Linked DNA regions of Mus musculus: regions 1, 3, 4, 5 and 6 are each linked to region 2. A link is a contact called in public promoter capture Hi-C data. All regions are on one chromosome and are shown on one strand. The core of a region is the stretch at or near the end of the contact, and the rest is flanking DNA. Distances in the headings are between cores, read along the strand shown.

Region 1 (4,450 bases), core at 639-3,138, 810 kb before region 2:
ATAGGGACACAAGAACAAGCAAAAGGCATGCACACAGCTTCATCAGCTTTAACAAGCCCAAGTCCTGTCTTGTTTCTGCCCACCTGTAGACTTAATGAGAGGTTCTTGTTCTCAGTCCTTATCTATTAGTTTACAATACCAACAGCGATGCAAATCCAGGCCAGCTTTATCACAAGCCCAACATTAGACAAATTGCTTGGCTGGTTCACACCCCAGGAACACACCCTTACCTTCATGAACTTGCTGGGTTGAGTGTTTTCCCCAGGTTTCTTTGTTACTTGCTGTCTCTTTCATGTTCATTTAACTATGGTGGGTCAATGTTTCCCTAGTCTGATTAAAGTCCTTTTATATGACCTATACACCTTCTAAGGGAATATTGGAAACAATAATATATGCATCTTCTAGCATTCATTCAAACTCCAGTGATGTCTTTAAGAGATTGGTGCATATATATATATACATATATATATGCACAATATATAAAAAATATAATGTAATATAATAACATATTATACAAGTATATATCATATTATATATTTTGTAATATATATAACTAGTATAATACATATTTTATAATATATATTTTATAATATATACTATATACTATATAAATAATGCATATAATTATAATATAATATACATTATTAAATAACTATAAACTTGTTGGAAGTGGGGTGAGAGATTTACAAAAGCACTTTCCCTAAGACTGTGAGATATTTATTATTTACACCAAAGACTGAGATTGGGACGCTCATGAAGCTTACGGAAAGAGGGAAATTCAAATTCCTCTAAGCTATTTCTTTGCATTGCTTCAGCCCCCAAGGAACTGTGGAAATGACACTCACACACCACACTCACACACCATAGTGATACTAGAGCCGGCTGGGAAACTTTCCTGACAAGTCAAATGCCATGACACACTGGGGTCAGAGTCTGGTAGTGACAGGATCTGATTCTTGTTTTATTGCTAGCAAATTATGGAACCTTTGATGCCTTTCCCCTGGGTGTTAAAGTGCCCAAGCTAAAAATAAAAAATAAAAATAAAAACGCAACTATATTATATTGTTTTTTTTTTCTTTTGCGTCCACCCATGTTTCCTAAAATGGCGATTTGTTTTGGAAGAAGTATTTTATTTGATGTTTTTCATCCTTAAAACCATTTTTAGAGAAGATTCTGGAACCCATCCATAAACCAGGTTGACTGAAAACTTAGAGAGATCTGCCTCCTAAGCACTGGGATTAAAGGCATGTGTCGTCACGGACAGCTTTATGCTCTTTGATTCTTCTTCTGGAACTAAAATATAACTTCCTTCAAAGAAAGCCACCTTCTGATCTGCGCTTGAAAAAGAGATGCGTTTGAAGGCCATCACAGCCTCACCTTTTGCTGTTTGCTGTCTTCTTCCCACACAGAATAAATTAACAAAATATTTGGCATGGATTCTGGACTGAAAAGCCTACACCGGAACTTTTTCTTTCGGGTTCTGATACTTTTTTTTTTTTTTTTTTGTCAGTGAAATACTCCTGTTAGTCCCCAGCAGAACAGAGAGCTCTGGGTTGAGACCACAGTTATTGTCATCTCTTCTGCAGTGATGGATCAGAGACTGGACAGGAAGCGTGACTTCTGAGATCTCGTAGAACTCTACGTGTTCTGATTTTGGGTTCTGAGGTTCAGAGAAGGGAGTTCTAAAGCTTTGGGGCTGTAAGTCTTTCCCTTTTCTCAATGCACATATATTTCTGATTCTGCAAGCCACTATGGGTCCCTGAGTGGTAGGTTGAGAGTCACCCTGATCCAGGACTTCAGGCCCTGCCCTCAGTGCTGGGCGCTGCAGCTCAACCTGTATTGCAGGCTGCGCGTCAGTGCTAGTGGGGGTGTGCCCGGGGGCGTGACGGAGGCGTGCCCGGGGCGTGGCCAAGGCGGCGCACGCCGCGCCCTCAGCGGAGCGAGAGGCCGAGCTTGCTGCATTGCAGCCGCCGCGGCGCCGCTCGGCTCTTCACTTCCAACAATGGCGGCTCCGAGCCCGAGCGGCGGCGGCGGCTCCGGGGGCGGTGGCGGCACCCCGGGGCCCATCGGACCTCCAGCTTCTGGCCACCCGGCGGTCAGCAGCATGCAGGGTAAGGACGGTGGGCGCGCAGAGACCCCGGGGCCCCCTCGCGAGGCGCTCGGCCGAGCCGCGGCCTGTGGAGCCGCTGCGTCCCCGGGGCTGTCTGAGGAAGCCGCCCGAGCTCCGCGTCTCGGGCCCGGCCTCGCCCCGGGATCCCCGCCCCGGGCCGGGTTTCGGTGAACGCTGTGGCGGCTCTGGCTCTGCCCGCTCCGGCCCACCTGGCCGCCCCCGCCCGCGGCTCACCTGGCGCCCGCTGGCTCCGGGAACGCGCGCGGCCGGGCCTCTGGCTCGCAGGTCGGCCGCGTCCCGGCCCTCGGCCCCGCCGCCCCCGCGCGCTGCAGTGGGGCCGGCTCAGGGCCATCTTGCGCTTCACGGTGCGCCGCTGGAATAGGGCCACTGCGCTGTCCCCCCGTCCCCAAAACTTTGCAGGGTGTCTGCGTGGGAGGGGCGGGGGGTTGCGAGGCCCTGGGCCACCTGTAAGGTGGGGAGACAGCCATTGGCCCCGGAGAGGCGTTTCGACCCAGGCCCGAGATGTGTCTTATCCTCGCATGCAGAAAAGAAAAATCAGATAAAAATAGAAGACCGAGTTGGGCTGAAAGGGAGAGAGATTCAGGAAACCGAATGGCAGAGGTCAAAGTGATCATGTCTGGGCATCTGAGGCAGCTCCCCTGTAATGGCCTTTCCTCACCGGGAGGCCTTAGGAGCTCTGTGTGGGATTTGACAGGGGGTGTTGTGAAAATAACAGGCCCGAGTCCATTTCTTAGGTTTATTGGGGGGATTGACACAGGCAAGCCCAGAAATCTCTTGACAACTTTAGCAAACGACTTATGTTGAATTATTAGAGTCGTTTGGATATCTTTGGTATCAGTATGATACCAACTCTTCATAAAGCGCTCCTTGTGTCTAATGAAGTTCAACAGATTATATGTTGAAAATTTCGTGTTTATGCCAGCATACCATGATTTGGGCAGCAGAAATACGATCTGTATTTACATCCCTTCCCATAAGAAACATTTATGGGATAGTATATAAACAGATTGAGCATTTCATTCAGAAGATATATTCTGTACAGGTCCTAAGCTAATTAATTCAAATTTAGTTAGTTATTGGATGCCTGCTATGCTCCATACAAAATACAAGATGGATTTTCTTCATCTCACACCTTTACTGTTTGTTAAGATAATTTGGGGTTCTCATCTCTTTTGCCCTGTCCACAGTGGGTGACTTAAAGTTTAAATATTTTAAGGGTAGAGACAGAGCCTGATTTGAGCTCAATCCCTGGGATATACATGGCAGGAGAGAACTGATTTTCTCAAGTTGTCCTCTGACCTCTACCCTTGAATACACAATAAATAACTCAGTAAAACAATGAATATATTTCAGGTGTGTGTGTATGTGTGTGTGTGTTTTGAGAGACGTGGCTGACCGTTTGAAAAATCTGTATACATTTTTTTTTCTTGTTCAGAAAATCTTGAGCAGCTGCTTAGAGCCAGCGTAGAGCTCCCTTTTGAGTGTGTAGAGACTAGTGAACCCAGTGTCTCACCTCTGATGGAGCTGCTTAGAGCCAGCGTAGAGCTCCCTTTTGAGTGTGTAGAGACTAGTGAACCTAGCTGTCTCACCTCTGATGGAGCATGTCCCTTTGAGGATGCAGGAGGGAAGACATGGAGGTAAACAAGAAATGGCTTAAGAAAAATGAAGGCAACGGGCTGGGTTTTGTGATAGAAGATTACAGGGCCATCTCCTTGATAAGATGACAGAGAAAGCCTATCTGGAAAGAACAGAGATGGGGCCTAGGCAATGAGAACAGTGAAGAGGGCAGACCATCTAGGAACTCTGAGTCACATGGTCAGGAATTCTGATGTTTACTGTCCATCTCTGCTTTTTGATATCTGGAACTCTACTTAAAGGGGCCCTAAACTGTCTTAGAATTATTGCTGAATTTTTAAAAGACCTACCAGAGAGAGGTGGTGGGGGTGCGGAGAGGGGAAGAGGGGGGTGTTTTGCATGTATGTATGTATGTATGAACACCACATGGTTGGTGCTGGAAAGGTCAGAAGATGTCATCAAACCCCTGGGGCTGGCTTTGCAGATGGCTCTGAGCTACCAAGTGGGTGCTGGAAATCAAACCTGGCTCCCTTGCAAAAGCAACTAGTGTTCTTAAGCCCTGAGCCACTTCTTGAGACCCTGTTTTGTTTTTGTTTTTATCTTTACTGATATATACTGATATATCTTTCCTTGAGGCAGGAACATGATAGTTATATCCTGTGTTTTGAACTTGTTTTGATTGCTCAGAATAAAGAAATGCTTGAAATGTTTAAGGTGCTGTGTAGCATAATCTGAATTAGCAAA
Region 2 (4,223 bases), core at 943-3,442:
GCAGCCTGGGCTTGTGGGACTTAAAGACCACCCTGTGGATCACACACACACCACACAGGGAAAGCTTAGGGCGGGAAGCAGTGCCCTGCATGTACACCATGTTCTGGCTGCCACACAGGGGAGGACTGCTGAGAAGTAGGAACTGACAAGCAAGGCTAATTTGGTTCACAGAGAGTGAAAGCTCAAGGAGGAAGAAGAGAAGCTAGAGACAAAGTTAGATGTCTTAAGTTGAATAGGAAAGAAAGAACGCTGTAATTCATGAAGTCCTTCTTTGGTACCATAGTGAGTGATTTAGTCCCTCCCATGTACCACTTCACGCAATTCAACTTTAACAACCTATGGATCATTCTGGCCACTTTATAAATTAAGAAATTGGGGCTGAGAGGCAAAGTAGCTCACCCAGGACCACACAGTTAGTATTTACATACTATGAAAGGAGATGTGTTTAACTCCACTACCTGTTATCCTTGAGGGCAGAAGGTTAAGTTACAAAAATGAAGACTGCTACCATTTTTAAAGGAGGTGGTTTTAACGGGTGACCAGGAGACACTCACCAGCTGTGGTGGTCCAGACAGAACACATTTGGGAAGCCCGGTTTCCTTTAAAGTTAAAATCATTCCTTAAAAGAATGTAAAGAGAAAATAAATAAAAATCCAGCACTCTCAACTTAGCCTGCAGGCCCTGTCCGGTATGTGGTATGTGTGTGTGTGTGTGTGTGTGTGTGTGTGTGTGTGTGTGTGTGTGTGTGTGTGCATGGTGGTGGGGTGCTTCTGGCTATACTAGTTATTTACCTACGTGTCCCTGTTCTAGGGTATAAGCAACTATACAATACATAAAGAGAAAATAATGTTAGCATTGATCTAACCATGCATCAGAGCAGGGTCTGCTATGCAAGGGGGAGGAGGGCACAGTCCACTACCTCATTCTCTCCTCTGCCCATACTACTATGCTTTCAAAATCTGGCAGCCACACAGTCTGGATGACAGTATGTGTCTGAATCCAGCTGCAGAGTCTGATCAGCACCCACCACAGCACTCTGTTGTTAAATCTGTGGTCCAGGTGGAGGTTGTAACCATATCAAGGCCTACTTTTCCGAGTCTAGGTTTTCACACCCCCTACTCAAGCTGACTAAGCTAGTGTACCAGGAATTCTATCTCCCCTGGGCTAGGAAGATGAACAAATGAGCTGCAAGCCATGTTAAGCCCCCAGAAACTTCCCACCGGCCCCTGACCTCCAAACACATACTCACCACACAACCCCCCAACATTTGACCAATGCATCCGAGTCAGAAAGATGTTGTCCAAGCGAGCGACTTTCAGTCTAAGAAAAAAACATACATTTCAGCCAGATGAAACAAAGACGACCAGAGACCGTGTCTGCTGAGAAGTCTCATCTGCCTCTCACCTCAGCTTTCAAGCCCATAATCATCTCCACCCCAGAAGCCAGGAGTTGACTCACTTGTGTTCCTGCATAAGTCGTTGGACGCCTTCTCCGCAGTTAAAAAGGTACCTACAGGAGGAACATTACTGTACTTACAAGTATACTCTGTAAAATGCTTTACTGTAGATACAGCGACATAAATGACAGGGTTCTCATACTGCCTAGTAGGTTTTGAGCCCTCTTTGGTTAGTGACGGAAGAGTGTAGTTTGGTATAGATCAATGGGGAGTGATGTCTTTCCCCATCGACTTATGAAACCGGTCTAGCCCACACACTCACGGTGAGGCCCCCGCTTTGGGATGGTGATGGTGAGAGTCGGGGCACGGGAAGTTTTGCCCGGATACCTGAAAGCCATGCTGACTAAGGGAGGTAAGGGATATATACAGGATTGGACAGGAGGCCTCCCGAGCACGTGGCGCTGGGGCCAATCCCCCAGGGCTGTCGGCCCACTCTGACCTGTTGTATTCCGAGAAGACATAGAGAGCAGCCCCCGCGTCCCGGCCGCCCGCCGCCACCACCTGCAGGTACACGGTGTTCGGGCCCCCGGGACCCGGGCCGCGCTTCTCCCGCGTACGCAGGTGTCGCAGTGGGTCTTTGGATGGCCGCGGCCGACGAGCCGAACCCTGCGACATGGTGCGCAGGCCAAGGGGACGCAACAGTGAGCGGAGCGCCCACATGCACCCGACCACACCAGGCTGACAAGGCAGCCAGACCCCTCACGCCGCCACAAGCACCGCCCCTCCACCGCATGGCGGAACTGACCAATCAGCGCGCCGCCGCGCTAGCTGCCCGCCCATCCAAAGCTCCGCATCCAATCGTAACGAGCCTTGGAGCTCGGAGTCTGTCAATCAAGGTGGACGTAGAGTAAGCGAAAGCTAGAGCGTCGCCGGAGGCCCCGCCCCCCTCACCGGTTCCGGCTTTCCCTGTTGACGTTTTCCGGTTACTGTCACTTGGCGGAAGCGGGACTTCTGAGAGTGCAAGTACTCGAAAGGCATTACTGGGAAAGGACTGAGTCTTTTTCAGGTTCATCGTCTTCTGTCAGGAGCTCTGCCCTTCGACAAAAGTATTCCAAGTTTGCATTGTTCTTGCTTATGATGATGGTGACGATCTCATGGGAGATAGATCTGGCTAATTTGATTTCCACCATAAGAACACATTTCAGATGATATTCTTTGTTTTGGCGTGAGAATAGAGATGAAAAGACTAAGTAAACTTCGTAGTGTTGCGTCTTATTGCTGTTATGAGCCGGTCCTCTCTGCCTTGCATTCCTTACTTCAAGACGGAAATAGTTTAACAGTGCTTATCTTTGGGAGATATTTAGAATTAACATGGCTGTGGGGACCTCGAAAGTCGACTTAGGACACCCCAAGACCAAGTTCTCAGAACAAAGGAGATTTATTTTCCCCAGAGAGACAAAAGGCAGTGAATAAGAGACAAAGAAAGAAGATAGAGACTAGGACGAAGAGAAAAGGGTCAAGAGAGAGGAGAGAGGAGTATTTGCACCCGAAACACGAAGGGCTGCCTCTGGATAGGGAGGAGACCGACCCATAGGCAAATAACAGTTCATAAAGGTTAAAAAAAAAATCCGATGTTAGGATAAGTTGGTTTGTTTTGATTGTGTATATTAATTACATAAGCCAAAGGGGGCTTTTCAAGGGGCTGGACTTCAGTGCTTTGTTAGCTGGACCTTAGTGGTCAGCCTCAAGAGGAGAAAATGGTCAAATAAGGGAATAGACCTTGGTGTCTAGCTTTATGGATGTAATCTAATGATTTTTAGCAAGATGGAGGGTATGGCGGTGAAGCCAAGGCCTGCCAGAGTCGTATTTGGCATGCTTGGTTGGCTAAAGGCCCTTTGATGGTCGGTGCTTTGAGTGGCACTAAAGAGATACGCAGAATAAATAATAGAAATTTATGGAGAAGAAAATGTTGCCACCTGCAGGAAATGTATTTAAACAAGTATTCAGGGAGACTGTCAGATGTCTGAGGCTGGACTGTCAGGTGGCTCTGAGGCTGGAGCTGGACAATCAAGATAGTGAGTTGGAGGTGAACCTGGGGCTACATGAGACCCTTTCCCAACTTGGGTGGATGGGCAGGAAGACACACACACTTTTTTTTTTTTTTAATGCTGAGACCAAATGGATCGATCATAGTTCAAGATCACTATTTTTGAGAGGTCGGAGTTTCTGTTGCCAGCACCTACATGGTGACTCACAAGTTATCTTCTGAGACTCCATTCCCACAGAAACTCACATCTTCTGACCTTAGCAGGTATCAGTTAGGCACCTGAAGTACAAACATACATTCACAAAAAACATCCATATACATTTCAAAACAGTAACATCCAGGAATGATGGCTCCCCTGAGGTCAAGCCCAGCCTGGGGTCCTTAGTGGATCTAGGCTAGCAGAGAAAGAGGGAGGGCAGACTGAGAGGATGACTATGTGCGAGTCACTGTAACATTCCGTGTCCCAGTGTGGGTCATTTGAGAAAAAGGCCTACTACCATTTCAGAGGCTCTTGAGGGTTTCTCCACAACAGAGCTCTCCGTTGAATCCTCTAGAAATTCAGAAAGCACACTTGAGGAATGTGGCGTGGTGTTTACTGGAGAGCCTCACTGAATATGAAACTGGCTCTGTGACAATTACCATCCTACTTGAAGTAATCATACCAGTGAGCGGCAGGGAAACCCCAGATAACTGAACATCTTTTAAGGAAAGGAAAGGTTGTAACATACTATTACCCAGCCAAGAACAAGAAGAATTACACTTGCTTGGGGCTAGTTAGGA
Region 3 (4,333 bases), core at 70-2,569, 930 kb after region 2:
AGCTGCTGCCACGCCGTCATGTGCACCTGTTGTGACGTGCAGTGTTGTGTCTAGGGGACAGGTATACTGTCCCCCAAGCCGAGGGATCGCTGAGTGCCTCTAGTGTCTGACCAGCCTCTTTTGTTCCTTCATCTCTTGACCTGCCTGTCTCTGTAGCCCTCATAGAGGCCTGCCCCCTCAGCCCTGCCCTGGCTTCTCTGCTCTGTAGTCCTTTGCCTGCCAAGGGAATGTCAGATGCTCACTGCATTTGCACCCACTGTGCCAAAGGAAGGGCCTCTTGCCCAAGAGGCGTGCTGTTAGAGACTCTCCTTTGAGGGATGCTTTGATGGAGTCAACAGATATATTCATTGTTGGTGTGTCACCCTTTCTGGAAAGGTCTTAGAGGTTCCAAATTCTACCACAGTAATGAGTGGTTGCTGTCATTTTCATAAGTTGATTCTCTCACGTGCTTGTTCTAGTCACAGAAAGCTGGCTGGCATAGACAGTATTCTTAGCCCATATACTTGTTTTACATTTCAAATTGACATGGAACACAGCTAAAGAAAAATAGAAATTTAAGAGACCACACTGAGGAGATGGCCTAGTAAACAAAATATTTGCTCCACCAGCCAGGGACCCGACTTCAGATGCCCATTCCCCAGGTAAAAGTGGTCGTGACGGTGCATGCCTGGGGTCCTGGCACTGGAGGGAAGAGACAAGAAGATCCCCAGGGCTTGTTGGCCAGCTGACTTGTGAGTCTCAGGTTAAATGAGGAAGCCTAGCTCAAGAAAAAGGCAGGGGAGGGGTGGAGAGAACACTGGGAAGTGAGGAAGACACTGGACATCAGCCTGTGACCTATACTATATATGTGCATGTATCTGCACGCACGCACACGCATGTGCGTGCACACATACACACACAGGGAAACTGTATGTGATCCAGGTATTAGGAAAGGGCTTGTCCATATGGTAAAACTGAAGGACTTCTGTAAGCCTCTGATGAGACTAGACTGAAGGACAAGCTGTAGGCGATGGATACCATTTCCTTCTCTAGCATGTACCCTTGGAGGCAGTAGTCCCACCCCATTCCCTTCCCTTATGTAACTTTCAGGAGTGCACCCCATCTCCATAATTCTAATCTCCAAGCCTGTGGATCTTCCATGCTTTCCCTCAAGCTGTGATGGTCTGAGGGTTTTTATACGTACCTTCTCGGGCACACACTGCTCATGATTTCTGTCCCCTTTGCCCTGTGCTCCTGTCTCCCAGTGTCTCCTCTGAGCTCCTGTTTTGTGCCTTGTCTATATGTTTACCCCACCCCACCGTGCCCTGCGGTTCCTCAGAAGCAGCACATTTCCTGATGTACAGCTCATCGCCTGTGCTCTGCTGTGCTCTTCTGTGCTCTCCTCCACGCTGCCTGCGTGCAAACACTCTCCTTCCTCTTCCTTGTTGTCTTCCCCCCTCTCCTGCGCACGGCGTTCTGACAGTTCTCTAATGCCGTACAACCCTAGTGTTCCCATTGCGCATTCTCCCTGTGCTCATTCACAGGGGATCAATGCGGTCACTTGGTAGATTGTTTCCCTGTCCCTGCACGGCCTGGAACTGGACTTCACAGTGGGTCTCCTTCCTGCATAGACTCCCAGGGACTCTCAGCTGGCTACCAAATGACATAAAGTCCAGTCTGGCAGCTGCCACCTTCCCTCCTGTGCCTCCAGTACATACCCCTCTCTTCTGGCCATGGTGACAACACTGAGGATAGAGCAGGAACTATGCCCACGGGACTCTGGTCTTCATGGAGCTTACATTTCTGTGAGGAGTCACTGTGTGGTGAGTGCCGGTAGGAAACAGAGGATGATCTCGGGAGCGAGCTTCTGGACTGGCCTGCTGTAGATGAGATGGCCAGAGATGGTCTCCCTAGGAAGGACATCTTAAATGGAACCCAAAGAAGGAGAAGGAGCTAGCTCAAAGAGGGAGAGAGCAAGGACCCTGAAGTACATAGCTCCACGTGACTGGGCAGTGGTGAGCCAGCTGAGGAGCAGTGGACGCGCTTTAGTACAGCCAAGGAGAGTTTGAGCGTTATTGCAGGTACAATTTCAACCACTTCCGTTGGAGGTGAGGGGCTGTGATCTGTGCCCAGCTCATTCCAAAGAGAAGCACTGTGGGATCTGGAGACCAGTCAGGGAGGAAGCTCCAGTAGTGATGGATTGGACTAGATCAGGGTGTTAGAGTTTCTAGTTAGAGCAGACAGGAAGTTTGTTGTGGGCTTTCCTGTGTACTCACTGAAAGATAGGCAGAAGAACAATAGCCTTTGCTCTCCAGAAAATAGCATCTTCTCTTCCCCCAGTTACAGCAACCAAAACTAGCTCCAGGCCTGGGAAGGTAGTTCATTCAGCAACTGGGAAGACCCAATTTTACTTCTAGAATCTAAAAAAAAAAAAGAGAGAAAAAGCCTGACATGGTGTACTGAGTAATCTGAGTACTGGAGAGGCAGAGACAAGAAGGTCCCTGGGGCCTCATGGGCCAGCAGCTTAGCCTAGTTATCAAGTCTTAGGCCGTGATAGAACATTGTCTCTAAAATACACGTTGTCTCCACCTATACTGAAGCAACAGAAGAGGTTGTCTTCTGACCTTCAGTGCATGTGTGCACCTGCACATTCAGGCACACAGTGTCTTCAGACAGTACCCGTGTCCCCCGGGTACACATCATCCGTGTAGAACACACAGCATCCCCATCTCCCTATTGTGTTGTGTATCTGATCACACTCTCCATTTCTCCTTTCTCCACAGTGCAGTGCTAGCTTGAAGCTTTCCTGATTAGCTCACCATCGAAGAATCGTCTGGGGAATTCTTACTGCTTACCTCCATGCCTCTCATAGACTCTTCTTAGCTCTGTAAACTCAAAGAAGTAAACACCAGGGCCTCCCAAGGAGCAGGGACCTCATTGCTAGTGTGAGCCATATGGCTCCATTTGCACACTGATGGTGGCTATGGTGCCACCATCTTTCTTTATTCCATTATGGCCCCATGAACTTCTGTTGCAGGCAAGGCAAAGTTCAAGCCCTACTGTTTGCTGTGGTGTGGTACTTATACTAAAAAGGTGTCCTACCTCTCTCAGTTTACTTAGAACACTGAGCAAAGCTTTATCTTTTATAGTTGCCAGCATTGGTATATTACTGCTTGCAAATTGCTAGTCCATAAATATTTGTTGAATGAATGAGTGATGAATCTGGAAGACCCTTTTTATTTTCCTACCTTTAAGTCTAATGGAGTCTAAAAGGAAATATTTTTATGTATTCTATATCTACAACTTTTAAATCAGAAAAGTGCATATTTTAAAAAATATATTGCATTTTGTATGTGTGTGTGTGTGTGTATACATGCATATACGTGTATATGGTATGTATGTGGCCGTCAGAGGACAACTTATAGGAGTTGGTTCTCTCCTACCATATGGGTCCTAAGGTTTGAATTCAGGTTGGCAAGCTTGGAGCAGGATCTTTTTCCCATGGAGCCATCTTGCTAGCCAGAATGTAGAGTTTTGGGTATAAGAATATCCACCCTGAGTTTGTGCTGGCATCATCATCTGCTGTGTGGGAGATGGCTCCTGTACCCCATGCCTTCCCCTAGAAGTCCAGCTACTGACCAGCATCTCTGTGTCTGTATTGCAGCTCTTGTGGTAAGCACCACTTCAGCAGGCTTTGCACTGGCTCCAGGCCCTTTCGACTGGTCCTGCTTCCTGCTTACATCCCTTGGAACCGGCCTCGCATCCTGTGCTGCCAACTCCATCAATCAGGTCAGTTCTCCTCTGAGCCAGGTGATGCTGTTGTTACTTGCTGGCTTCGTGTTGGAAGAGCTTCCCAGATCCTGTGCCCTACTGGAGAAACATCCTGAACCCACAGAGGTGGCCTGTGGAGGTCTTGGTTTGGTTTGGTTTGGTTTGGTTTGGTTTGGTTGGTCTGGTCTGGTCTGGTTTGGTTTTTGAAACAGATGAGTGCAGCAGGCTATGTACTTGAAATGGTCACGATTTCTTGGGTTAAAAAATATTAAAATGTGCCCAAACTTTGTGTTCTCTTTATTTCAGAAACCTTTTCTGGAATTCGTCATAATTATATGCTGTTGATATAGCTTTAGTTATTTCTATTTTACTTTTATTTGCCTGTCTTTTCTTTTTTTTTTTTTTTTAAAAAAAAGGTCTAGCTATGTCACTATAAGGGGATTTAAACACACTGTACAGGGTCCTTCTACCACTGTCTCCCGGGGCTAGTATTAGCAATTTGCCACCTTATACAGCTTCTGCATTTTAAGCCTCTACTATGCAAAACACAGTATTTCAAATATTTCATTTTTGTTAGTTTATG
Region 4 (4,949 bases), core at 1,619-4,118, 830 kb before region 2:
TGTGATCAAGCTGACTGGAAGATCTGTTAGTTTCTCCTGCTGTGAGGAAATACTGTGAACAAAAGCAACTTGTGGGGGAAAGGGTTTCAGGAACACTTTTCACCTAACAGTTAAGCATCCAAAGTGGTTAAGATAAGAACCCAAAAAAGGCAAAGAACCGGGGAGGCAGGAAGAGACCATGGAGACCTTACTTACTGGCTTGTTCAGCCTGCTTTCTTAAAGAACCCAGTACCACTAGGGGTTGCACTCCTCACAACGGGCTGGGCCCTCCCTCATTACTAATTAAGAAAATGCCCTATAGGTTTGCCTATAGCCCTATCTTAATGGAGACAATTTCTCAATTGAGGTCCCTTCAGTTGACGATAGCTTGTGCCAACTTGACATAAAACTAGCCAACACAAAGACAAAGGAGGGGGTTGTCATTTCATTTTGAGAAATGTGTTGGCTCATCAATAATAAATAGTGTAGCTACAATAGTACTAACCAAAACAAACAAACAAACAAACAAACAAACAAACAAAAAAGATGGCATGTCATTAAAATAGATGGGTCAGAACATCAAGAAATAGAAGTGTAGACACACCTAGTATCAATTTTTTTGTTGATTATTTGGTATGTGTTTGAGGATAGGTGTTTGGGGCTGTCGCTGTTTTGAGATAGGGTCTGTCTCTGGAGCAGAGTCTAGCCTGGAATTCAAGACAATCACACTGCATGCATCAGCCTCCCCAATGCTGATATTAAAGGAGTGAGGTGCTGTCCTGACTTCTAGTACCCACCAAAGCTAAACCCCACAGCTCTAGTATGCTTAATGAAGTCCATAAGAAATATTCAGGAAAACAAACCATGTACACACATTTCATACAATTGGAAACTTCAAGTATGTATTCTGTAACCACGATATCCTAATTAGAGTTACTATTACTATTATGATGATGAGACATCACAACCAAAAAGCAAGTTGGGAGGAAAGGGTTTATTCAGGTTACACTTCTAGATCATAGTCCATCACTGAAGGAAGTCAGGACAGGAAGGAACTCAACCAGGGCAGGATCCTGGAGGCAGGAGCTGATGCAGTGGCCCTGAAGGAGTGCTGCTTGCTAGCTTCCTCCTCCCAGCCTGCTTTCTTAGAGAACTCTCAAGACCACCAGCCCAGGATGCTATCACTCACAACCCATGGGCCCTTCCCCATCAATCACTAATTAAGGATATACCCTACAGCCAGATCTTAAGGAGGCATTTTCTCAACTAAGGTTCTCTCCATTCAGATGACTCAATCTGACATAAACTAGCCAGGACAGAATGTAATTAAATGAGAAATCAACACCAATAAGGGATCTTGAAATCCCAACTTGTAGAAATTAGTAATCAGTGGTCAAAGACATCGCAATGGAAATTACAATATATTTTCACACAAAATGATCCTGAAATCACAGTTGACCAAATGTTATGAGCTTAGAACAGCAGCTCAAAACCTATGAGTTGAGATCCTTTCATGGGGGGTTACCTAGGATCATGGGAAAACACAGATATTCAAATTATAATCTGTAACAATAGCAAAATTACAGTTATGAAGTAGCAACAAAAAATATTTTATGGTTGGGAGTCACCACCATGAAAAGAACTGCATTAAAGAGTCTCAGCATTAGGAAGGTTGAGAATCACTGGCTTAGGAGGACAACTTTCAAAGAAGGCTCTGTTTTTAGAAATGAAATACACAAAACCCCTTCACTAACTAAATGATTTCCTGAGTTTTACAAAAATAATAAAATTTCAGTCAGTAAAATTTCTACCTGTCAGATTGATCAGAATTAGTTCCTAACACAAATCTGGAGACTATTCAAGAAGCGCTATTCTGGGAAACTAAATCTTACACATTTAAATTGTATATTAATACTACTACTTCATGCAGTAGAGGCCAACTGGTGGCTACCACCCAGGCATCTGTGACAAGGCGTCCATTTACTCAAAATTAAATTACCTTATAGAGAGACGTATGGATTTGTGTCCGGATGAGACTCTACCTCTCACTCCTCACAGAAGAAACTCGTGATTTATCAGTTATATTTGTATTACCGACGCTTTAAGAAATCGAAGTGAAATGCAATTTTTCTATGCACACGTAGGTTGCACACAGGGTTGCACATGTAGGTGGCCCTTTGTTTATCAGACCACTGTAGGCTTTGCTTGTGCCATTGATGACCCTCCTGACAGCCCTGTAAAGTAAGTATTAAAAGTGGGCTGGAGAGATGGCTCAAATCCCAGCAACCACATGGTGGCTCACAACCATCCGTAATGAGACTTGACCCCCTCTTCTAGGGTGTCTGAAGACAGCTACAGTGTACTTACATATAATAATAAATAAATCTTTAAAACAAAAACAAAAACAAAAAACAAAGTTAACAGCTCTGGATCCTCCAGGGCTTCCAAGCAGCAACGTTTCAAGCCCAGGAAGAGCTAGGGCAGCCTTCTGGGGGTTTGCAAGGGGTAGCTGGGGTTATCACTGAGGGCCAGTAACTAGCGGTTAGCCACCTGGCAGTGTCCAACCGGAGTCCGGACAGACCCGATCCCTCTCCTGGGACGAGCAACCCGGAAGAGTCCACTTTCCGTTCCGCCCCGAGTCCCCTCCCCCGCACGCGCCTGCCGTCCGCGAGCGCGACAGGCACGGGGCTGAGACCGCTGTCCCCGCCCCAGCTCGCTCCTGACAGTGCGCGAGCTGAAGCGACTTCAGGTTTGACCCCAGGACTCGGCTAGCCCTCCGATCCGCCCAAACTACGCGCTTACCTCGGCCCTAACCACCCTCACCGAGGCACTTCCGGAAGCTGGACGGCTGCGCGCATCCGCGGCCCTGGCGACGCGCGGCGCCGGGGCGGAGCGAGGGGCGGGGCGGGGCGGGGCGAGTGAGGGACTACCTGAGACCGGCTTTCCTATTGGCTCCCCAAGAAGTGTCCCAGTTCACGACCCGAGTCTGACCCCTCCCCTCGCAGGGAGCAGGGAGCTCCGGGTTCCCACCAGCATTCATTCCTCGAGATCGGGTTTTCTAACCCAGGCTGAGCCTACAGCCTTTTCGCCCATTTTCAGACCGTCCTGCGCTGGGCCACAGCAGTCACCTCTTATCACTAAGCCCAGTTGACAGAAGCCTCCTGTCCAAATCCAGGTATTCAGTCATGAGTAGCTGACAGACAGGACAGCTTTGGAATAGAGATGCGTCCTCCCCCTAGACCATGGTTAGAAGGGTGGACATCTCCGAAGAAACACGGCAGGGGCGAGGGGAGCATGGTATGTGCACACGCCTGAAAAACTGATCAGTAGGAAAGGAACTCAGCGAGTACTCAAAGTAAGTCCTTGGCGCCGAAAGGCTCGCAGTTCCTTAGAAAACCTTTCACAATCCCGGTTAAAGCAATCGGTGAGTCAGACAGACGTCAAGAGACAAACGTAGTTGACAGGTTACGAGTCTGGCAGAGGCGGAAGTGTCTATCACAGGAGAGCTTGGCTGATTGAGCAGAGACATTTAGCTAGAGACTCGCCTCGTGGGTTATTTTCAATTCTGAGGAACTTCACTTCCAAGATCAGGTGGTTTGGTCGGGACCCTAATAAGGTTCCTGTAAAGCGTGTTGGGCTTTAGTTGAACAACATTCAAGGGAGAGCAGAGTAACTCAAACCCTGGAGTTGTGCAATGAGCCTCTGAGAATCTGACTGAAGCTGAGGCTTTTCCCACGGGAAATATGGAGACATGGCTATACACACATTTCCTTCTGAAATTCAGGGAGAGAATAGAGGCAATCTTGGAATCCACAAAATTCAAGCTGACAGTTCTAGTTAGAACTGTCCCTTTAGCTACTTTTTAAAAATTAAGCTGGCAATTGAGGAGAAGCATGACACTCTTTGAACAGACGGAACAAGCAAAACACATTTTAAAAATAGGAAGACATCTAACTTAGCGGAGGAGATAATAGAAAAGTGCCATCTATTTTCATTTACTTCATAAATATTTACCAGCTGCCTTGTCGGAGCCGGATACTATTCCATTCGATAAGGATATAGCAGTGAACTACACATGCAATGCTCTGGCCCTTAAAATACTATTTTGTGAAGAAAGCTGAGCAATAGGTAAATAAATGCACAGGTAATAAGCATGCTGGGTCATGAAAAGTAGGAAAAAATTAATGAGGTAAGACAGGTGGTATTAGAGTTGTATTACAGTTTATGTACCATGAGGGAGGACGAACAGATAAAACAACCTTGAATTGAGACTAGAAGTTAAGGAGCAAACCTAGTGTACAGGGCAAGTTTTCCAGGCTGAGGAAATAACAAACATCTAAGCCTGGAGACAATAAGAAAAAAAAGTAAAGAGCTCTGAGCTCTGAGCTCTGGACCACAGCAGCAAATAGTTCCCACGTAAGAGTACTGAGGGTGCAAGGCAGAATACATGTGCGTGTGTGTACACATATGTATTATGTGTACCTGTGCCAAGGCCTGTGTGTATGGAGGTCAGAAGGCAACTTTAGAAATCAGTTCTGTCTTCCCACCATGTAGGTTCCAGGATTAAACTGAAGCTTTGTCGACCACTGAGTCTTCTTGCCAGCTTGGCGCCTAGGATTTAGTGCATGCTAATCAAGCACTCTATACCAACGGAGCTCTATCCCCAGACCCCAGAGTACATTCATAATCAAATTCTTAATCATAATTTGTAATCAAATACTGTATGTGTAATATAGTAGAATCAAGAGCAATGCTAACTCAATCAGATATGACCAAGAGGCCAGCAAAATATGTATGTGATGCTTACATATATATGTAAATTATACATACAGATTATACATACAGATAATCTATGTAAGGTATATGTGAAGATTATATGTGTGCATATTATGGTGTTTGTGTGTAGTGCTAGAGCATGAAAAAAACTTTTTTGTAGTTTGCACTTATACAAACTATGAAGTTCTTTATGA
Region 5 (4,825 bases), core at 1,260-3,759, 980 kb after region 2:
GATAATGCTCTTGGAAGGGGTGTGGAGCTAAGAGGAAGGGTTGCCTGGGGAGCGCTGGGCTTGTTCAGATGTCCAGGAGAGGAATCCATCACTGAGAGATACAAGCTGAATCTGCTGAGAGGAGCACTGGAGCACTGAGTTTCCTGGAAGCTAGGAGACAGGAGTTCCAGCTCCTGCAGGACACCAGCCAAGCATTAGGGGAAGAGGCTACTCTTGGTGCCTGGTTGGGAGTAGGAAAAGGAGTTTGTGTCCTGTTAGAGGGAGCCGGTGCTCGGTAACAGAGTTAGTTACCAACATTGAAGGTGGAGGAAGGAGAAAAGCAACAGTTGCTTGAGAATGGCCTGAGGCTGGGGCACTGGAGCTGAATGGCGGGGTAGTGGGGTTGGTGGTGAGGAGTGGTGAGGACCTAGTGGGCCTTGGCAAGCATGTTCTGAGAACGGTGATACCTCACCCGGCAGCATTTACAGTACAGTGCTTCTGTACAGGCATGGCTCCAAACATGGACTCTAGAGGAGCCTAGTCAGCCCTGACGTGAGTTAGCAGGGCCCCACAGGGGCAGCATGACGTGTACACTGCTGAAAGCCTGCCTCCGAAGAACTGGCGCATTGCTTAGAAAGGGCCGTATAGAGAGGGGTAGACAGCAGAAGAGTCCAGGAGCATGGACGGCTAGGAGAGCTTTGCTCGCCAAGTTGGAATGTTCACGTCATTCCCTGGGTGCTGCTGCCCATGCTTTATTCTGGAAAAGAACATGGCCAGCTTAGCTCCTAGAAAGATCACTGACTGCTGTATACAAAGTGAAAGGAAGGAGGTCAGCAGGTCGAGGGAGATGGTAGAAAAGTAGCTAGTGACTAGGAGGGCTGAGCCCATGGAGTATTCTGGTTATGTGATAGTGACTGTGTGTGACCTATTTGAGATTAGCATTTTGTCTTCCGATGTGACTCTGTGGGAAGAACAGATTATGATTGGTTAGGGTTCCCTTAATACTGGTTTTGTTTGGATGAGTTTAGTAATTATTTTATTCAGTTAACTTAGAGAGTGGCTATCTAGGTGTTGTATCAGTTTGGTCATGCAGTCAGGGTAGGCTCTAACAGGCCATCTCCCTGATTTCTTCTTCAAGGCTGTAGTTAAAGGTGTGTACCAGAGACACACCTGGCTTGGCCTTACTTTTGGTTTTTCCCTAACTAGAAAATGCATGGTCTTTATAGACACTGAAAAATCGGGAAGATAAGAATAATAAATCACCCTCCCTCACTACTCAGAGCAGGTATTATAAATATTTCATTTTCCTTCCATCTTTTGTGAGAAAGCAGTGTTTACAAATTGAGATTCCCCTGGCAGGAACAGAAGGTCACTTTACGGTAGAGGCTCTGGGAGCTAGGCAGGGCTGGGGTTTCTTTTACTCTAGGATGCAGCACTTGACTTTAATAAGGACTAGGTTACTAATGTTTTGAGCCTTTTTTATTTTTTTCTTTTGAGGACAAAGCCTTCATGAGAGGTGGCCTGTGTGACCTCTTCAAAGAACATTGCCCAGTCTCCATATGCATGAAAACCACTTTTGATGGATGCCAGACTGCCTGCATTTGCTATTTCACATGCCTCATGGGGAAAAAAAAATCTCAATGAGAATGAGTCGTAGTTTGTTTATTGGAGGTAGACCAGTAGGACATGGGTAACAAGGGAAAAGTGACAGCTGCCTGGGCATCTTAACTGATTTGTAAGAAGAAATGATATGTGGGTCCTGCTAGAGCCCCTCTCTGAGCTTTTTATTTTTTTTAAATATCCCTTTTAATCTGGTTGGAGATTGATGGAGATACTATCGAGCTGTTAGGAGCTGTGAGCTGGACGGGAATGACAAACACACACTGACAGCTTTCCAGGGGATGGATGGAGCAACAAGCCCTGAACTGCAGGGTGTGTCTTTCTGCGGGGCCTTTGGAGGAATGTTGCTCTCACACTGTGGGGGAGGGGGGCGGGGGGGGGGCGGGGAGAAGGGGGTGGAGAAAGGATATATCTTGTTACCTAGTTGGATATTTTCCCTAACACAACTTATAGTCATTGTAAGTGGCATTGAGGTACCCATCTGCCTAGCACCTTCATAGTTTCTTCTGAGCGTGGACTTTTTCTTCAATGTATAGAAATTAGCACTTGCAGTTTGAGTTGGAGCAGTGTGTCACAATGTCCCCACCAGCACCTCCCTCCCTGTGCTTTCAGGACAGTCCCAGGGCCTGTTGATTCTGAACATTTCTCTCAAGACTAGCAGGGACTCAGCTTCCTGCATGAGATACTGGGTTAGGAGGCAGGGAACACTGGAGCCAACTGCCTGCTTCCTGGAGCGAGTGTATATGCAGGAATAGACAAAGCAGACCCAAGACCCAGAAGGAGCCAGAGCAGTGATGGCTGAGGTCATGTGAAGGTGACTCTGCAAGTGGTACAAGGTGTAAGAGCTCGCAAGGCCCTGTCCTCTGGGCTAGGCTGACTTTTGTTTCCAATGCTCCTCACTCTAGGAGTGTAAACACACAGCTGATCTTGGAGTTGCTGGAGGGCAGGGAGCCTGTAGCTGAGGGTGTGACAAGGCTGTGAGCCCGAGGAAGGAAGCAAAAGTTCAAAATGAAAAATGGCCAAACGATTGGTGGATTTTTACAAAAACAGACTGAGAGGAAAAGCTCTTTTGAAATTTTAACCTAGACAAAAAATATATTGTTTGCTGAGGGGGAAAATGAGGTATTCATTGCTCCAGTGTTTGGAAATTCTCCTTCCTTGTGCTCCCAGGACAGTGCAGTACCTGTGAAGCTTTCAACTGAACTGAAGAAGGAAAGGTGAAGGCCTTCCGGATCACTGCTCCCTAGCATTGGTCTCGCCTCCCTTTTTATTTCCTCTGCGTGTTATTCTGTGGCCATCGTCAGTAAAAGAAGCTGGTCACATTTCCCTGCTGCCTTGTACTGTCCCAGGGAAGGAGTCTCAGCTGGCCCAGTTTAGATGAGATAGGTTCTTAGGGGACCGTAGAAGTGAAGTGGGGTTACTGGTCCTGTGGCCACTCAAACCCTGAGCAGAACCTTCTGTTAGAAGAGCAGCTTAGGCCCAAGAGAGACCTGTGAGCTGTCCACCTCTCTCCAGCCTGTCGCTCTCAGTGTGCTCTGAACTCTCCTGGGTACAGTTAATTCATCCTCTTTGTTTTATTTTTTATTGCATGGCCCATAAATTTAATCCTCCAAGTCAGGAGTGTTTGGCTACAGGACGTGTCTGTGCTGAGTCAGCATGCTCTTCCTTGTACTCTGCTGCAGTTCAGCAGCCACTTCACAGCATTCACTTTGTCGTAGGTGAAGCAAGGAGCCTGGCGGTGACATACAGCGTGTGGAAGTGTGACAGTACTCTGCATGCCTTACTTCCCATTCCATTTATGGGACACAAATATCCGTAGCATCTTGAAACCAATCTTCCTTGAGTGTCAAGGAAACTGTACATTCTGAGGGTTCATATCATATTTGTCTTTTATATTCAACACATTGCAAGAATTCAAGTTGTGCTTCAGAAATAGTTAAAGCCATGAAAGCATAATATATATATATATATATATATATATATATATATATATATATATATATACACCACAGGGAAACATGAGTAGGCAACAAACGGCCGCTACATGTAAGGTCTGCAGTCTAACTGCTAACACGCATGAACTTTCTCTGAACATACTCTGCTCTGTGTTTTGGAAATGCGGTTTAAATATCTAAACCAGAGCAATGAGCTAACTGAAAGACACTCTATAAAATGCATGGGAAACAGAATCAAGCAGCAGGAACTCTGATCCCTTGGTGTGCGGAAGGGGTGCTGTACCGTCACTAAAATCAACCCACAAGCTTAGTTAGCATGGAATTTCTGCCCAGATGTTGCTTTTGAAAAATTGAGGCCCTCGTGGAGTCCAGCGCTGCCACCATTCTGTTGCTTTCTAGCCCTGGTCACTATTTTTTGGATGGCTAACCCCCCCCCCCCAGGAGTACAGAAACCATTTCATCATTCCTATCTGGATGAACTAATTCATGAAAATGCCTGCATAATGAGCAAGCACATGTGTGCACACCCATGACAGAGCTCAAGCCCTAAAAAGTATTTAGCACCAGTCTCTGTGCTGTATTAAGAGTGGTACCTGATAGATAGCAGCATAGCATAGCTTGTGACTGAAATCCTCATTAGTCCCATGGAGTGAAAATGAAACACATATTTCAGGCCAGAAAGAAAAAGTCATTTCAAATGCCCAAAAAAAATGTATTTGAAAATTGGGATAAGGTGGTGATGTGAACATTTACAACAGACTCTTGTAACATGAGACTGCAGCTAATTCAGTACAGAATGTGGATTCTGATGGGCGGATGATTGATAATACTTACAGATTATACATCACTTTTTACTGATTATAGCAGTCCATGCCTATCTATAAGCATTGCTTGCACTGATGGCTCATGGAATGGTCAATGAAGACTCATCTGCATAGTATTATACTGTGTCTCTTTAATGATAAGAATTTTATATTCACAGCTCAAAAAGTCTGCCCCTTGGATTAATAGGTAATGAAAAGCCCTTTAAAACAAATTTTAATTAAATGTATGGCATTGTGAGCCACCTGATATTAGGTGCAGTGGAGGCAAGAGCAGTACATGCACTTAACTGCTAAATCACCTCTTCAGTTCCAAGTCAAGCACTTTCAGTGGTAGCCATGGTAAAAGTAAGTACAGAAACCCATGTCAGTGATAGCTTGGTCACAGTGTCAGACCCACAGTGAGAAACATAAGGGATCAGCTTTTCTGCAACCTAAGCCCTGAGCAGG
Region 6 (4,433 bases), core at 1,618-4,117, 740 kb after region 2:
AGAGTCTCTATGAGATAAGAACAAGCCAGTCATTGCCTGCCAGTGCATGGCTAGCCAGCCCACCAGGGCAGAGAGTAGCTGGGTATAGTGTGGGGACTTGCTGTTGCTTTTTAATATTTCCTGCAGTGCCGTCATATGTTGAAAAAACTGCCATATATCATAACATTATTTCCTATAACCAGCCTCCAAAATATCTATGCCCTGTTTACTCTCACCTGCTTTAAGACTGCTAAGAACACATACATTGTTCTAGAGATGAGCTGAATCATCTTACGTAGCCGAACTGGCTCAGTGGGTAGAGGTACTTGCCACCAAGGAGGACCTGAGTTCCATTTCCCCAAAACCACATGATGGAAGGAGAGAACCACTTCCTTCAAGTTGTCCTCTAACCTCCACTGCATGCGCTGGGGGTACACACATACACTGATACATATATACATAGAACTCATCAAATAAAAACCCCATTCTGTAATGAAGTGTTGGGTAGCATATGTAATTTATTCCATTCTGTGGAATATAAGTATGCTTTTGTCCTACTTTAGAGTCAAAATCTTAGGTTAAACATTCATAAGTTTGAGATCCTATATGGTCAATAAGCTTCCCTTCAGGCTCCTTGTCCTCATGGGCTGAAAGGTGTTGGCTCAAAATCCATATGCTGAAGTCTTAACCTTCCATGCCTCAGAATGCAGTTGAATTTGGTCTTTAACGGGGTAATTAAGTTAAAGGAAGTTCCCTAAAATGGGCCCTAATCCAATCTCTCCAGTATCCTTATAAGATTAGGGGAGATGAGAGACTTGCTGCTCAGAGCAAAGGTCCTGTGAGGATACAGGAAGAAAGCAATGTCCGCAAGCTTAAAAGACCAGCCTCAAGAGAACCCCAACCTAGTGACATGTTGATCTCAAACTTCCAGACCCCAGAAGGAGTAGAAACAAATCTTCTCTTGCTTGAGCCATTAGGTCTGTGGTATTTTGGGATGATAGCCCAAGGCACAAATACATTTTCCTTCGGCCTTCTTTGAGTGTATATTTCTTTTTAATTGTACTAGACATGAATGTTCTTGTGGACAGTATATAATATTGCTTTTCATGAAATAGTAAAAAAAAAATTCCCATGAGGAAGTTTTACTTAGTAACAAAGAAGGGAAAATGTCCATGATTAACTTGTAAAGGAGAGTGGAGAGAAGAGGCTGGGGATAGCTCAGATCAGAGGCTTGGCATGAGGAAAATCCCGGATCCAGTCTCAACTCTCACAAGTAAACTCCTATAAGCAGGAGAGGTCTTTGACATTCCCTGAGTCACACAGAACATGCACCTATGGATTCAAGGAGCAGATAGATTCTGGGTACCCAGAATGATGCCTGCTCCATTTCTACAATGTAGGGAAGTAGGAGCTCGCCATCTCTACCACCACAGTTGTATGTATAGACATCCCATGCTTAAGATGTACAGCTTGCCAAGAGTAATGAACAAAAAGCAACATGGGGACCATGCTTAAGCATTCAGCTTTGAGAGTGTGGCTCAGTCCATCAATCATGTTCTAGTTGTGTGCTCCTCACCAAGCCTCGCCCCTCTTTTGTTTAATAAAGCAGGAAGAATGTTATAAAGTCACAGGTGTCTTTGGCCACACAGGTAAGTTCTAGATGTACTAATGGCCTAGCCCATATAACCAGCAACATTATGGTCACTCTGAGGCTGGTCGCACTACTTTACCATGGCCAATTACATAGCAAGGCCTTTACTGGTCTCTCTGCTGCAACTCATCTTGTTTGTACAGCACTTCTACTGCAGGGGGCTTTGATGCCAACAATCCTCCTTTGCTCAGCACATAATACAGGAGGTCAGGAATTCCCCCAAGGACATTGGGGGTCATGAAGAAAAGATACCCATATTGGATGGGAAAAAAAAGAGAACACCCTCTAAACTCCTCAGAAAGCAAAGTAAGTAGATTGCTGTGTTCTTCACACACACCAAGACAATTCACGCATCAAACTGTCACATCCCAAAACCAGAGAAAAAATCCAGGATTATTTCATAACTCTGGCCCTGAATATCACCGCTATTTTTTTTCAATAAACTGATTTCCCAATATTTGGAAGCATAGAGATAGAAACTATCTCTATCAATAGTCACTAGAATATATCATGACAATAATTTAATTTGTCACTTATGTTCAGAGTCTAGTTTGGGGAGTGACAAATCACTTACATGGCAGTGTGTAAAAGCTAAAGCTAAAGCTGGGAGCTCAGATGACAGCTTAGCAGATAATGGAACTCTGTGCACCCTACTCTGTTCTTATCACCTGGACCATCAAAGGTTTCGGGTCTACCAGGACCAGCACATGTTTGCACTGAGCCCTGCAAGAGGATCCATTCCAGCAGGACCTCTCACTCCCGTGCTGGATTTCAGGCCTATGATATATCTCAAACTGGATTGGCCTGAGCATTGGCCTTGGATCCACCTGTGTCATTTTAAGCATAGAAGGCAGGGCCAGAACTCCGTGATGAGCAAGCAAATCAAAGGTCGAGAGTTATTCCAGAGAGCTGCCGTTCCTCTCTGCTGTTTAGCAAATGTCCCAACGAAAACGGTTTGAGGTAAAATGTGAGTGTGGGGTCTCATTTGGATTCCATGTTAAGGATGTCCCTTACTGTCCCTCCCCCATTAAGCAAGTACACTTGGATTTTGATTTCGGGCATCAAGAATTCTGGGTAAGACGCTTCTACACAAAACAAAAGAAAACAAAGCACAGGCAAACAAACAAACAAAAAATCAATAAAACAGAACCGAAGACAGAACAGTGGTGAGACTGAAAGACAATCAGCACAGACAGGAAGGATGTCCTCCAGCTTCCTCATGACTAAGAGCCGTGTGACATCTTAGCCATGTGGTACAGCTCTCCTGGGCAGGCAGCACAAAGCACAGAGGAGACTCGACCCGACCTACAACAGATTGTCAGGGACTGACAGCTAAACACAGTCATGGAGGCTGTAAACGCTAGCCATGGTGTTTCCTGGCGTTCCATAAACCTCAGTCAGACAGCCAAGGTTTCCATGACAAACACTGCCAGCCGTTGCTCCTTTCATCTTCCTGGACAGTGTGGTTTTCTAGCATTGGTTTTTATTTTTAATTATGTGCACGTGTGTTTGTTCTATGCCCACCTGTTTGTCTGTGCATGGTATGTGTACGTGACTACAAGTGTCCATGGAAGAAATGGCATCAGGCCCCCTGGAGCTGGAACTACAGGCACTTGTGAGCTACTGGGTATGTGAGCTGGGAACTGATTTTGGGTCATCTGTAACAGCAGCACATGTTCTTCACCCCTGAGTCCATCTCTCAAGCTTCAGGGGTAGTGTCCTTCATGGAGGGTGAAGGAGACCAATGAGGGAAGGCTGAGAAGGGTTCAAAAAGCAAAACAAACATTATCTTTATTTGCAGGAATCTCTTGATATGACGAATTTTATCATTTTTTTTCTTTTTAAGTAAGTAGTTATAATTGGAAAATAAACTTACCACTGGCCAAAGTCTAGGATTTTAATGCGGGCCTTTTAAATAATGAGCACTTTACATGGTTACACTATGCAACGATAAAGCTTATGTCTACGTCATTTCTCTACCATCTTAGAATAAACCACAGATTACTTCTGAAGCTTCCATAAGACCAAGCAAGACATGAATGTGTGATTTTTTTACATTTATTTTATTATTTTTGAGAATCTCACAGATAAGTACTGTATTGACATAATTTCCACCCCATTTGCTCCTCCTCCAACTCTTCCCATGTCCCCCAAACTCCTCAAATTAATGAATTCTTCTCTCGTTATCATTGCTATGCAGTGTACACATACACACACACAAAGAGGGGGAGGTACATATATATAAATGCAACCTGATGAGTCCCTTTAGTGTCGTGTATATGTACATGTGTTTTAGAGGTGACCACTTGAGGTTAGATAACCTTCTAGACCTTGGATAAGTCTGATTCTCCCCGTCATTAGTCATTGATTGTCTGTGACTCTTGATTTAAAGAGGAGACCTTGTAAGATTTTCCCCATCCACACAGGGATTCCGTGTTGGTTAGTTTTTTGTCAACTTGTCACAAGTTCCAGTCATCTAGGAAGAGGGAATCTCAAGTGAGAAAATCAGATTTGCCTGTAGATATGTCTGTGTGGCATTTTCTTGATTGATGTGAGAGAGTCCAGCTCACTGTGAGCCTTATCCTTGGGTAGGTGGTCCTGAGTTGTGTAGAAAAGCTTGTTGAACAAGCCATGGATAGCAAAACTGCCATGACTTCCCTTCATAATGGACTATAGGACTGTAAGGTCAAATAAACCCCTTTTTCCCCAAGTTGCTTTTGGTTGTGATGTTTCATCACAGCAGGTGTCAACCAGTGTCACTGTACAGGTCTTCTTTGGGCTGGCATTTTGTTAAGATTTCATT

Evidence for each region. Promoter capture Hi-C pulls out the DNA fragments that hold promoters and counts their contacts.
Region 1: a promoter capture Hi-C map of pre-B cells shows a contact between it and region 2. The contact joins the promoter of Map2k4 here to the promoter of Elac2 in region 2. A contact is called at or near these places in 7 of 39 promoter capture datasets (the 3T3-L1 cell line, embryonic stem cells, erythroid cells and 4 more), 4 of 484 Hi-C or Micro-C datasets (B cells, CD4 T cells, embryonic stem cells and 1 more), 1 of 115 datasets of contacts at active chromatin or transcription factors (astrocytes) and 2 of 9 other capture datasets (adipose tissue and macrophages).
Region 3: a promoter capture Hi-C map of liver shows a contact between it and region 2, with 2.3 times the contacts expected there. The contact joins the enhancer-like site here to the promoter of Elac2 in region 2. A contact is called at or near these places in 15 of 39 promoter capture datasets (the 3T3-L1 cell line, 3T3-L1-derived adipocytes, the C10 cell line and 9 more), 5 of 115 datasets of contacts at active chromatin or transcription factors (astrocytes, embryonic stem cells, extraembryonic endoderm stem cells and 2 more) and 2 of 9 other capture datasets (embryonic stem cells and macrophages).
Region 4: a promoter capture Hi-C map of pre-B cells shows a contact between it and region 2. The contact joins the promoter of Zkscan6 here to the promoter of Elac2 in region 2. A contact is called at or near these places in 5 of 39 promoter capture datasets (the C10 cell line, embryonic stem cells, hematopoietic stem and progenitor cells and 2 more), 8 of 484 Hi-C or Micro-C datasets (B cells, CD8 T cells, the G1E-ER4 cell line and 4 more), 4 of 115 datasets of contacts at active chromatin or transcription factors (bone marrow-derived macrophages, large pre-B cells, memory CD8 T cells and 1 more) and 3 of 9 other capture datasets (adipose tissue, liver and macrophages).
Region 5: a promoter capture Hi-C map of embryonic stem cells shows a contact between it and region 2, with 5 times the contacts expected there. The contact joins the enhancer-like site here to the promoter of Elac2 in region 2. A contact is called at or near these places in 13 of 39 promoter capture datasets (the 3T3-L1 cell line, the C10 cell line, cranial neural crest and 6 more), 2 of 115 datasets of contacts at active chromatin or transcription factors (large pre-B cells and stem cell-derived neural progenitor cells) and 1 of 9 other capture datasets (macrophages).
Region 6: a contact with region 2 is called in a promoter capture Hi-C map of trophoblast stem cells, with 6 times the contacts expected there. The contact joins the enhancer-like site here to the promoter of Elac2 in region 2. A contact is called at or near these places in 6 of 39 promoter capture datasets (the 3T3-L1 cell line, cranial neural crest, hippocampal neurons and 3 more) and 3 of 115 datasets of contacts at active chromatin or transcription factors (bone marrow-derived macrophages, embryonic stem cells and stem cell-derived neural progenitor cells).

What each region holds. Positions count from the first base shown.
Region 1 is chr11:65,785,797-65,790,246 of GRCm38.p6, reverse strand. It overlaps Map2k4 (mitogen-activated protein kinase kinase 4), which reads left to right and starts at 1,888. Exons shown (of 11, transcript NM_009157.5): 1 at 1,888-2,111. The coding sequence starts at 2,003.
Region 2 is chr11:64,977,004-64,981,226 of GRCm38.p6, reverse strand. Elac2 (elaC ribonuclease Z 2) reads right to left here and starts at 2,192. Exons shown (of 24, transcript NM_001362983.1): 1 at 1,896-2,192; 2 at 1,459-1,509; 3 at 1,250-1,320; 4 at 555-619. The coding sequence starts at 2,116.
Region 3 is chr11:64,044,662-64,048,994 of GRCm38.p6, reverse strand. Cox10 (heme A:farnesyltransferase cytochrome c oxidase assembly factor 10) reads left to right here. Exons shown (of 7, transcript NM_178379.3): 4 at 3,644-3,768. Among named protein-coding and RNA genes, the nearest start is that of Gm51866, 14 kb to the right of the region's middle. Within about 2 kb of position 1,319, at least 33 of the 459 cell types and tissues checked have an H3K27ac peak or open chromatin away from gene starts, as enhancers often do. A contact at or near this core is called in liver, where this site is marked.
Region 4 is chr11:65,805,094-65,810,042 of GRCm38.p6, reverse strand. Zkscan6 (zinc finger with KRAB and SCAN domains 6) reads right to left here and starts at 2,868. Exons shown (of 7, transcript NM_001302374.1): 1 at 2,782-2,868.
Region 5 is chr11:63,998,030-64,002,854 of GRCm38.p6, reverse strand. All of the region lies in intron 4 of Cox10 (heme A:farnesyltransferase cytochrome c oxidase assembly factor 10), which reads left to right. Among named protein-coding and RNA genes, the nearest start is that of Gm51866, 33 kb to the left of the region's middle. Within about 2 kb of position 2,509, at least 27 of the 459 cell types and tissues checked have an H3K27ac peak or open chromatin away from gene starts, as enhancers often do. A contact at or near this core is called in embryonic stem cells and trophoblast stem cells, where this site is marked.
Region 6 is chr11:64,239,270-64,243,702 of GRCm38.p6, reverse strand. No RefSeq gene overlaps it. Among named protein-coding and RNA genes, the nearest start is that of Gm12290, 77 kb to the right of the region's middle. Within about 2 kb of position 2,867, at least 1 of the 459 cell types and tissues checked has an H3K27ac peak or open chromatin away from gene starts, as enhancers often do. A contact at or near this core is called in trophoblast stem cells, where this site is marked.